3 separate regions of the Gossypium hirsutum genome follow, and regions 1 and 3 are each linked to region 2. A link is a contact called in public Hi-C data. All regions are on one chromosome and are shown on one strand. The core of a region is the stretch at or near the end of the contact, and the rest is flanking DNA. Distances in the headings are between cores, read along the strand shown. Region 1 has its middle 27 kb from the start of LOC121230039. Region 2 has its middle 26 kb from the start of LOC107957210. Region 3 holds the start of LOC107955712 (importin-4).

The links. A called contact is a pair of places that touch in the nucleus more often than the background predicts.
Region 1: a contact with region 2 is called in a Hi-C map of leaf, with 3 times the contacts expected there. The contact joins two enhancer-like sites. A contact is called at or near these places in 2 of 34 Hi-C or Micro-C datasets (both in leaf).
Region 3: a Hi-C map of leaf shows a contact between it and region 2, with 2.6 times the contacts expected there. The contact joins the promoter of LOC107955712 here to the enhancer-like site in region 2. A contact is called at or near these places in 11 of 34 Hi-C or Micro-C datasets (callus, hypocotyl, leaf and 2 more).

What each region holds. Positions count from the first base shown.
Region 1 is chrA05:47,391,669-47,394,444 of Gossypium_hirsutum_v2.1, forward strand. No RefSeq gene overlaps it. Among protein-coding and RNA genes, the nearest start is that of LOC121230039, 27 kb to the left of the region's middle. Within about 2 kb of position 1,458, at least 1 of the 9 cell types and tissues checked has an H3K27ac peak or open chromatin away from gene starts, as enhancers often do. A contact at or near this core is called in leaf, where this site is marked.
Region 2 is chrA05:47,595,469-47,598,168 of Gossypium_hirsutum_v2.1, forward strand. It overlaps the pseudogene LOC107960515. Among protein-coding and RNA genes, the nearest start is that of LOC107957210, 26 kb to the left of the region's middle. Within about 2 kb of position 1,338, at least 2 of the 9 cell types and tissues checked have an H3K27ac peak or open chromatin away from gene starts, as enhancers often do. A contact at or near this core is called in leaf, where this site is marked.
Region 3 is chrA05:47,794,143-47,796,891 of Gossypium_hirsutum_v2.1, forward strand. It overlaps LOC107955712 (importin-4), which reads right to left and starts at 1,426. Exons shown (of 21, transcript XM_016891511.2): 1 at 978-1,426; 2 at 750-882; 3 at 1-62. The coding sequence starts at 1,252. It overlaps LOC121229171 (a long non-coding RNA gene), which reads left to right and starts at 1,707. Exons shown (of 2, transcript XR_005926817.1): 1 at 1,707-1,999.

The sequences.
Region 1 (2,776 bases), core at 208-2,707, 200 kb before region 2:
CAAGACTTGCAGAGACATTGGTTTCGTGGAAAACGATAAATGGCAAAAGATTTGACAAAAGAAAACTTTATTGATGCCATTGTTGGACAAATAGATAAGACGAAGGTATCAGGATTGGAGACAATAATAACAGACAAGTGGGTGGTTTTTTATGACAATTTAAACGTCAATGGAATTAAAAGCATCAACACCGTTGCTGAAGAAACCGCAGGTAAAGATCTAAATCTTATACCCTTTGATCATTATGAAATTCCCGATTTAATCACTTTCTAGCCATCAGTGCTGCTTTAGCAACAATTCTTTCATTCTTTTTGATACATAAATATATAAAACAAGAAAATTCATCAGATTGAGTTTATGAATCAACTGCCTTCTTATTCTATTTCCTTTCCTTATCAATCTATTTATTCATCTATATATATTTTCCATGGACATATATGCGTGAAGTTTGATTTTATGTTTAAGTGAATACGGTGGGAAGTGATGACTAAACTCATATTGGCTATTGCTTTGGTTCCGGCTATACCAATTTAAGAGTCGGGTTATTTAATTTTATAGTTCATACAAATTAGGTTTTAGACAAAATATTTTTAAATTTGTGAAGACTTGATTTTGATTTAAGCTTAGGTAAATATATATATATATATTATAGCCTAACATTTTAAGGATTGTTCATATAAGAATTAAACTTTTTAACATGGTTATGGCTTAAACTTACAAAAGTGTTTGAATAAAGGTTTCTCATTCATTTTAGTATAGTTTGTCGTTAAAATTAGGTGGATGTTGATGTGTTTAGCATAAAACATATGACAATTGAATAAGTTATTGCTTGAAAAGAAAAGAAGAATAACACAAAATTTAAAACTTGATATATGAAATTTGAGAAACTCTTATTTAAGCATTTTCAAAAAAAGTTTGGTCATTTGAGTATTTTAAAAAAAGTTTGACCATTATTTGACCATTTTAGAAATTTTAACATTTATTTTAACATTTTTATAAATGCTAATCTCTTATATAATCATTTTGAAATTTTTAATCTTTATATAAATAAGTGTTAGACCCCATTTTAGGCTTTTAATAAAGAAAAAGAATTCAATTACGATCCATCCTAGTGCAGAGACAGATCCCAATATTACTTTTTATAAGAGAAAAGGGATAAAATTGTGTAAGTTTTAAAACGGAAATTAAATAACAACTAAAGACCTAATATCAACCTAAGTTATTTGTGGACACCTACCTCCCAACATCTCTTTCTTCTTTCTATCGTTTCTTTAATTTTTCTCAAAAAGAAAAGTTAAGATCTTCATTCCGGGGGGAAGGAGGAGGAGCTAAGCCCAAATAATTAAGAAAGGAAAACTGCCCGGCTAGCCCACGGGTCCGTTGATGGATGATTAGGGGTGCATTGGACTCGACCTAGTTTACTTGATGCTCCTTGTCTACTATAAATTTGGGTCTAACCCCATTTATCATTGTATGTCATATGTAATACGGAAGGCCGTATTCAACTTGATTAAGAAATATGCAAATGGTGTGGACATTAAAAGTTGCAACTTGTAAGAAAGTTTAAAAAACTCCATGAAAGGATATTTTCTTGGAAACTCAACTTGATTAAGACTTTAAGTCCCCCACAATATACCACAAGTTGTGGATAGGCTACAAGAAAAGTTCCTGTTTGGTTTCCATCAAAATCCATTGATGACAACTTAGCTACTCGTTCTGTCTAAGTTTACAATAATTCATGGACTCCGACATGTTCTTTTCCGACATTAACAAGCATTAAGGTTAGAGAACCTCCATTCTCTAAAATTCCATGCACGTTTTACTTGTTTGAATATCCGAGACCAAAGGAATATTTGCAGCTATATATTTTCTTTATTGCGATTTCTTAATTATAGTTTTGGAATAAATGAAATATTTGCACATATACTACAATTCAAACATCAACTCACTCAATGTCATATTTTAAAAATTACTCAATAAACTAACTTGTTTAAATCCCAAGTTCATGAAACCTAAATTTTAGCATGAAGGCCTAGACAACACAAGGGGTTTGATTCTCTATCCAAAAGATGGATTTTGTTAGTAATTTTGATTGTCTGTTTCATATAATTGATCCACTGCCTATTTGAACAGTAGTTAGAACAAGAATAAGTGTTTATATTTTTGTTGGCACTTTTTACTTATATAATTTATGTAATTATTTCATAAAGTGTACTATTAAGTTAATTATCCAAAAAATGTAGGTAATGTCGTTTGTAAAAGGGAATAGATACGATGGAGTATAATATTATCCTGTGGATAAATTTCTTGAAGAGAAATGAAGAAGTTTAAAAAAGGATGGATTCTATTCTTATCACAAGAAGAACCTAAAGCTATTGGAGATATATTTTTACAAGATTACTTTTAAGTTATTATTGATAATTTGTGACATCCCACACTCAACCCGATCACTAGATCCTAGTGTGAGAGGTCACATTTCGTTGCCAAAGAAACTTTGATTAACTCGATGCAATTTCAAAATGTTTACCATGTAATTATCATATATTCCAAAATAATCTTCATTCATATTCATATATATACATTTTAGATGTTATTCGACTTTGTTTAACACGTCAAAGGGTTTCTTAGGGTCAAAAATGGAATCAGGACTCGTATCCAAACTCAATTTATCAAAATTCATCTAAATGTCTTGAGACATGTTGTCCATCTCTTAGGACCAGCTTCCTCTATTTCAAACCCCTAGCTTCGATGCTTCTTGTCAAGGGGTCCTTTTCTC
Region 2 (2,700 bases), core at 88-2,587:
CATTCAATTAAATAGGCTATTGTGACCCACCATGAAAAACTAGATAATTGTCCTGGGGCTATCCTGTATTCATCGAGAAGATGTACGAAGAAGGGGTGGAGTGGTAGATGAAAACCTGTTTCTAACATGTGGAATGAAAGTAGAAAACTCCTGTCGATGGTGTCACTTAATCGGTTTGACCCTTCAATGATTGAGAAATCGTAGGCAAAATTGGGTATTTGAATTCCCCGGGCAACCAAAACACAGCTCATTTCTTCCTCTTTGGTGGTACAAACATAAGCTTTTGCCTCCACTGGAGCATTTACTTCACGGCATTGTGAAGAGACACCTTGAATAATACGACCACTTCCTCTCGCCCTAACCATTGTTCCCGAATAAACTTAGAAAACCTACAAAAGCAAGTGGGAAATTTCAAGAATTTTACTCTGAAACGCGATTATTCTTATCGAAAGCAATCCTTCTTAAAATTTCAAGTTCAAATGGTTAGATTTTTAGGTTCAGGTAACCTTCTTTTAAAATAGTTTTGCACTTTAACGATTCATGTATCCGAGAATAATTGCACAATCAGTTGTATACAACTTTACCACTCCCCAACACGTGGTGAAGTGTATGTGACATTTAAAGTAAAAACGTACTCGATAAACTCATTCTTCAACAATCTCTCGCCAAGTGAAGTCAAGTTCTCCGAAGAGTCACTTTGTAACTCTTCTTTGAACTAGGTGGGGGACAAATTGTTATGATACTTGCTAGTGCCGACCTACTACCTGGTTCCTCAATTGGGTCCTGACCCATACTCTTCGTGGTTTGTACTTTGCGTCCGCATGTCGGGTGTTCACATACTCTATGAGACCGCACGATGTGGGTTTGTACCACCATATAGGCAAACCGCTATCAAGAAAACACATCTTAAACCTAGAGTAGGGTATGTGTTGACATGCATGGGGACCTACCTATGACGTCATGTTCATAAATAGTAATTATATCATATAAACACACAATTTAACATTTTTGAAAAGGACATATACTCAAAAACACTCCAACAATTTCAATTTTTATTAGTCTTAAATTTTAATGAAAACTCAATATAAAGATATTTAGGCTTTAAATGCTTTTGGAAAGAAAAGAAATAACTAGAAATTAATTTAAAATAAATTAGACTTTTTGAAATGAAAATTTGGTTAAAGAACCCCAATTAGAGAGTCCATTAAGGGTTTTATGTTTAGCTAAATAGTCTAAAATAAGTCCATTTAAAAGCCAGTTTTCGGTCCAATTGGAGAGTCCAAATACAATATCTAAAGTCAGTCCCAATATCAATATAATCTAAGGTCAAATTTAGCCCATTTTATGGTTTAGTTGTAGCCCAATTTCAAAAGCCCATCCGGGGTCGTTTTTTAGCCCAACAGTGAAGTCCATTTGATACCATTTTTATTATGGTTTTGAACCCTTTGGAATCATTGCCGCTGCTTATTAAGCATTTTTTTTCTATATACTAATTTTTATTGCATGAAATGTCTAGTTAATTATATTTATTAATAAAAGTATATTAATAAAAGCAGGAGAGAACGTGAATCCTAACTTAGGCTCTAGCAATTCTTTTTCTGCTCTTCTTTCACAAATGAAAAAGGTGGAATTTACTAAGATGGAGGATTTTTCCCATGACGATGATTTTATCAACTTTGATACAACTTTGATAGCTATTGTATCAGGAATTAGCAATGGTTGTACAGAGGAACTTTTGAATAAACCAGAGGTTGAACTGCGGCATCGATTCAAGGGAAATTATGATTTTGTGATTGCCTAGGTAAAATTTTCATTAAAGCTATGTTCTTTCCACTGAGTTGATCGATATGGATAAATGAAATCTCTTCCTCAATCCTCCTATCTTTGGCATTACCCCATGAAACCTTGATGGTCTAAAACAGGTTCTACGCATGGATATTTAAATTGAAAATTATGTTTTTTTGAAGGTTAATTGTATGTACACAACTTCTGATGACATTTTTTTTTAAATTTATGGAGTACAGTTCACAAATCTCTTGTTTGCTCTGGTTCATACGTTGCCTACACATTAACTTAAAGATGAGGAATGACAGTGAGGAATATTTATTGTTAAATTAATTACAATGAAATGAGTTGGCTTGTTGCAGAAAAGTCAGATGGCAAATTATATCTCTTCACCCTCTGCAAACCTTACTAGAAAAGTTGAAAAGATCATAGAAGATATGCCATTTTCTCAGTAGCCAACTATCTTTCCATCGTAGTAGGAAAAGCAAAAAGATTTTCATTTACATGTATAAATTTTCTCTCTTCTTAATAAACATCGGTTTTTGTTCTACTTTATGATGCTAACTTTTTATGTCTTCTATTGTTAGCATTATTGATGTTCTATTTTATACCTTATTATATCTTAAATTGTATGTAGAGCTTTCTTTTAACAAGGTTTGTACCTCTTGCTAGGCAATGTCTGAACTTCAGTACCCAATACACGCGAACTTCAGTGCTGCTATATCTGGGAAGAAGGGCATAATATATGAGAGTGTTCTTTCAAAGTTCAAGGAGCTAGTATTGATGTGTGAAGGAGCTAATGAGAAGCACAGAGCTGATCAGCTTCTGAAATGCCTCATGTGAGTTTTTTGACAACTATTGCTATGTTAATGGTAAAATGACATGAGTCTAAGGATTTAACTAAGTGATAAGTCA
Region 3 (2,749 bases), core at 176-2,675, 200 kb after region 2:
AAATGAGGTCTAAAGGTGCTCCCAATTGTTTCAGTCAAAGAGCTGAAAAGTATCAAAGCCACCTTATATCACCAGAAGCAGACAGATACATTTGTTAGTCCATAAAATGGAAATGGCATGAACTGGACACGAGAAATGAGAGCTGCTATCTAAAGAAAGCTGATACCTTGCAAGGTCCAGTTTCAGGCCAAAATGACACAAATAGGAAGACATGATTGACTACAACAGCATGCAAGCACAGATGTCCATTAAGGGAAGTTAATATGTCATGATAAACTAGATGAAGATCCTACAAATGGCTTCATGTCACAAGAAGTTTTCTTGGCCTATCAGAGCACCAAAAAATCTGTCATTCAATTTAAACTTAAACTTAAGATAACATGCATTATACCAGTCAAAGAACCCTTCATGCTAACTACTTTGTTACACTTTTATGAAATGCAGCAAATTGATATTTCTATTATTGTGCATAAAATATGCATTTTAACTCTTTTTCTACTGATAAGTATGATGAGCAAATAACATCATTTACTATAAGCTTGTACTAACTACTATTTCTTGGCTAGATTGCATTTGGTAAAGAAGCGCTTCAGATATCAATTTTGGCATAAATTGCATAATTGAACACATAAATATAAGACTTTCTTGATTACTTCCAAAATTCATGGATTTCTTGATCCTACTTAATAGTGAATTTTTTAGCAATGCAACAGAGTCAACTTTCCCGAAAACATAAATCAAAATATTACTTCTCTATGATCTTCCTGTGGACTTTGACTACACTGAAACAGAAACGGCAGCAGATCAGGCCATTCTCCAGCCGGAACAGCGTATTTCGCAACTATACTCACTACGTTCGCGCTGGCTCGCCTCACTGGTGGACTGTCAAAAATCAAGCCACCGAAAATCGAATTCAATTCCAATTGGAGATCAAAAGCAATAAAGAACTAATAAAAAAGTAAATTCCAATAATAAACCTATGTTCCATTGTGATGCTTTCAATGAGGGACTGCTTGACAAGTTGCTTAACCTGAGGAGCGAGCTTAGCCCAGTGTCCAGTGATCTTCTTCCTTAGGAGAACTGCGGCGAGTTGACGGACGTTGGGAGTCTTGGCAGTGCGAAGGTGCTGAACGAGAGCCGGAACGACTTGCGGATCCTTCGCCAGCCGCTTAATTTGATCCTCCGCTTGCCTCCTTGCATCGTTGTCTGGCATTAAGAATTGAATCAACAACAGTTCTAGGGATTGTGCCATCGTTGTCTCGCTTGAGTTTGAGTTGGAGGAATTGGAGATGGTAGAGAGGGAAATGGTAGTAAACCCTACTGCGGAGGCTCCTGCTGAATATGGTGAAGTGTTTTTGCTTCCCTTCTAAGTTTATATCCTTTGATGGGCTGAGCTGTTTTTGGGTCTTTAAAACGAGGGAATGTCATTCAGATTTTCTATTACGTATTTAAATACATTGAATATAATGTATTTAAATTTTTTGGGTAAATTGTTAAAATAGTCATTTTTGTTTGACTCAGGTTATAATTTAGTCATTTATATTTGAAATGTTACGTTTTAATCACTTATATTATCGTATTGTAACATTTTAGTCATTGAATTATTAATTTTTGTTAAATCATTATCTCAAATGAAAATATTAGGTTAAAATATATAATTGATCCTTATATTTTTCGTTTTAAGTAATTTAATTTTTCTTCTTTTATATTATTTTTTCTTTATTTTTTATTCACTTCTACTTCTAGAGAAAGTGGACACCAATAAGCTGATAGGTCAATGCCGGCACCAGCACAAAGGAGGAAGCCGTCATAGAGGGAGAGAGAAAACAACATGAGAAGGGAGAGGAGTAGAAGAGCTATCGCTGCTAAGATATATACTGGGCTGAGAGCTCAATGAAATTATAATCTACCCAAGCACTGTGATAACAATGAGGTCCTCAAAGCTCTTTGTGTTGAGGCTGGTTGGGTTGTTGAAAATGATGGCACCACTTATCGAAAGGTACCTAATTTACCCTTCTCTTCTTCTTTTCACTACTCACAAAAGGGTAGATTTGTTCAAACAAAATGCAACTCTTTTCCTTCTCTACTCATTTTGTTTTAGTTGTAATTTAGTTGGATCTGGTTCCCATACCAATTTTAATTAGTTTGGTTATGCTTTCTGGGTTTTTTTTACTTGATTTGCTTTATTTCTGTTTGGTTTGGCTTCTGTTTGATCGCTTGGAATATTGGAAAAATCAACAGAAAGTCATACATGAAAACAATAGTTCCCACTTAAAGACAATAACTGTTGGAACTGAAACTTTATTAATTGGACTGTGAACAAATTTTCTTGATCAGCTTTTGTTTTTCCTGTATAATCCTCTTGAGCATTAATGTGTTGATTAGTTTTGGTTTTTCATTGGATTTGTTGTTTAGGGATGTAAGCCACCTCCGATTGATATAGCAATCAATTTAGCTAAAATTACCCCATATTCTTCCCAAAATCCTAGTCCTTTATCTTCTGCATTTCCAAGTACAATTCCTTCATGTCAAGTCAGTCCTTCCTCCATTTCCTTCCCCATTCCCACTAGGGCTGCTGCAAATAATTCGTCTAGTCTCATTCCGTTCTTTCGAAGCACCATTCCTTCGTCTCTTCCTCCTCTCGGAATCTCTAATAGTGCCCTTGTGACACCACCACTTTCTTCTCCAACCTTCAAAAATTTTAGGTAACAAGTAGAAAAGAATGGAAAATAAAGAAAAAAAAAGGAAA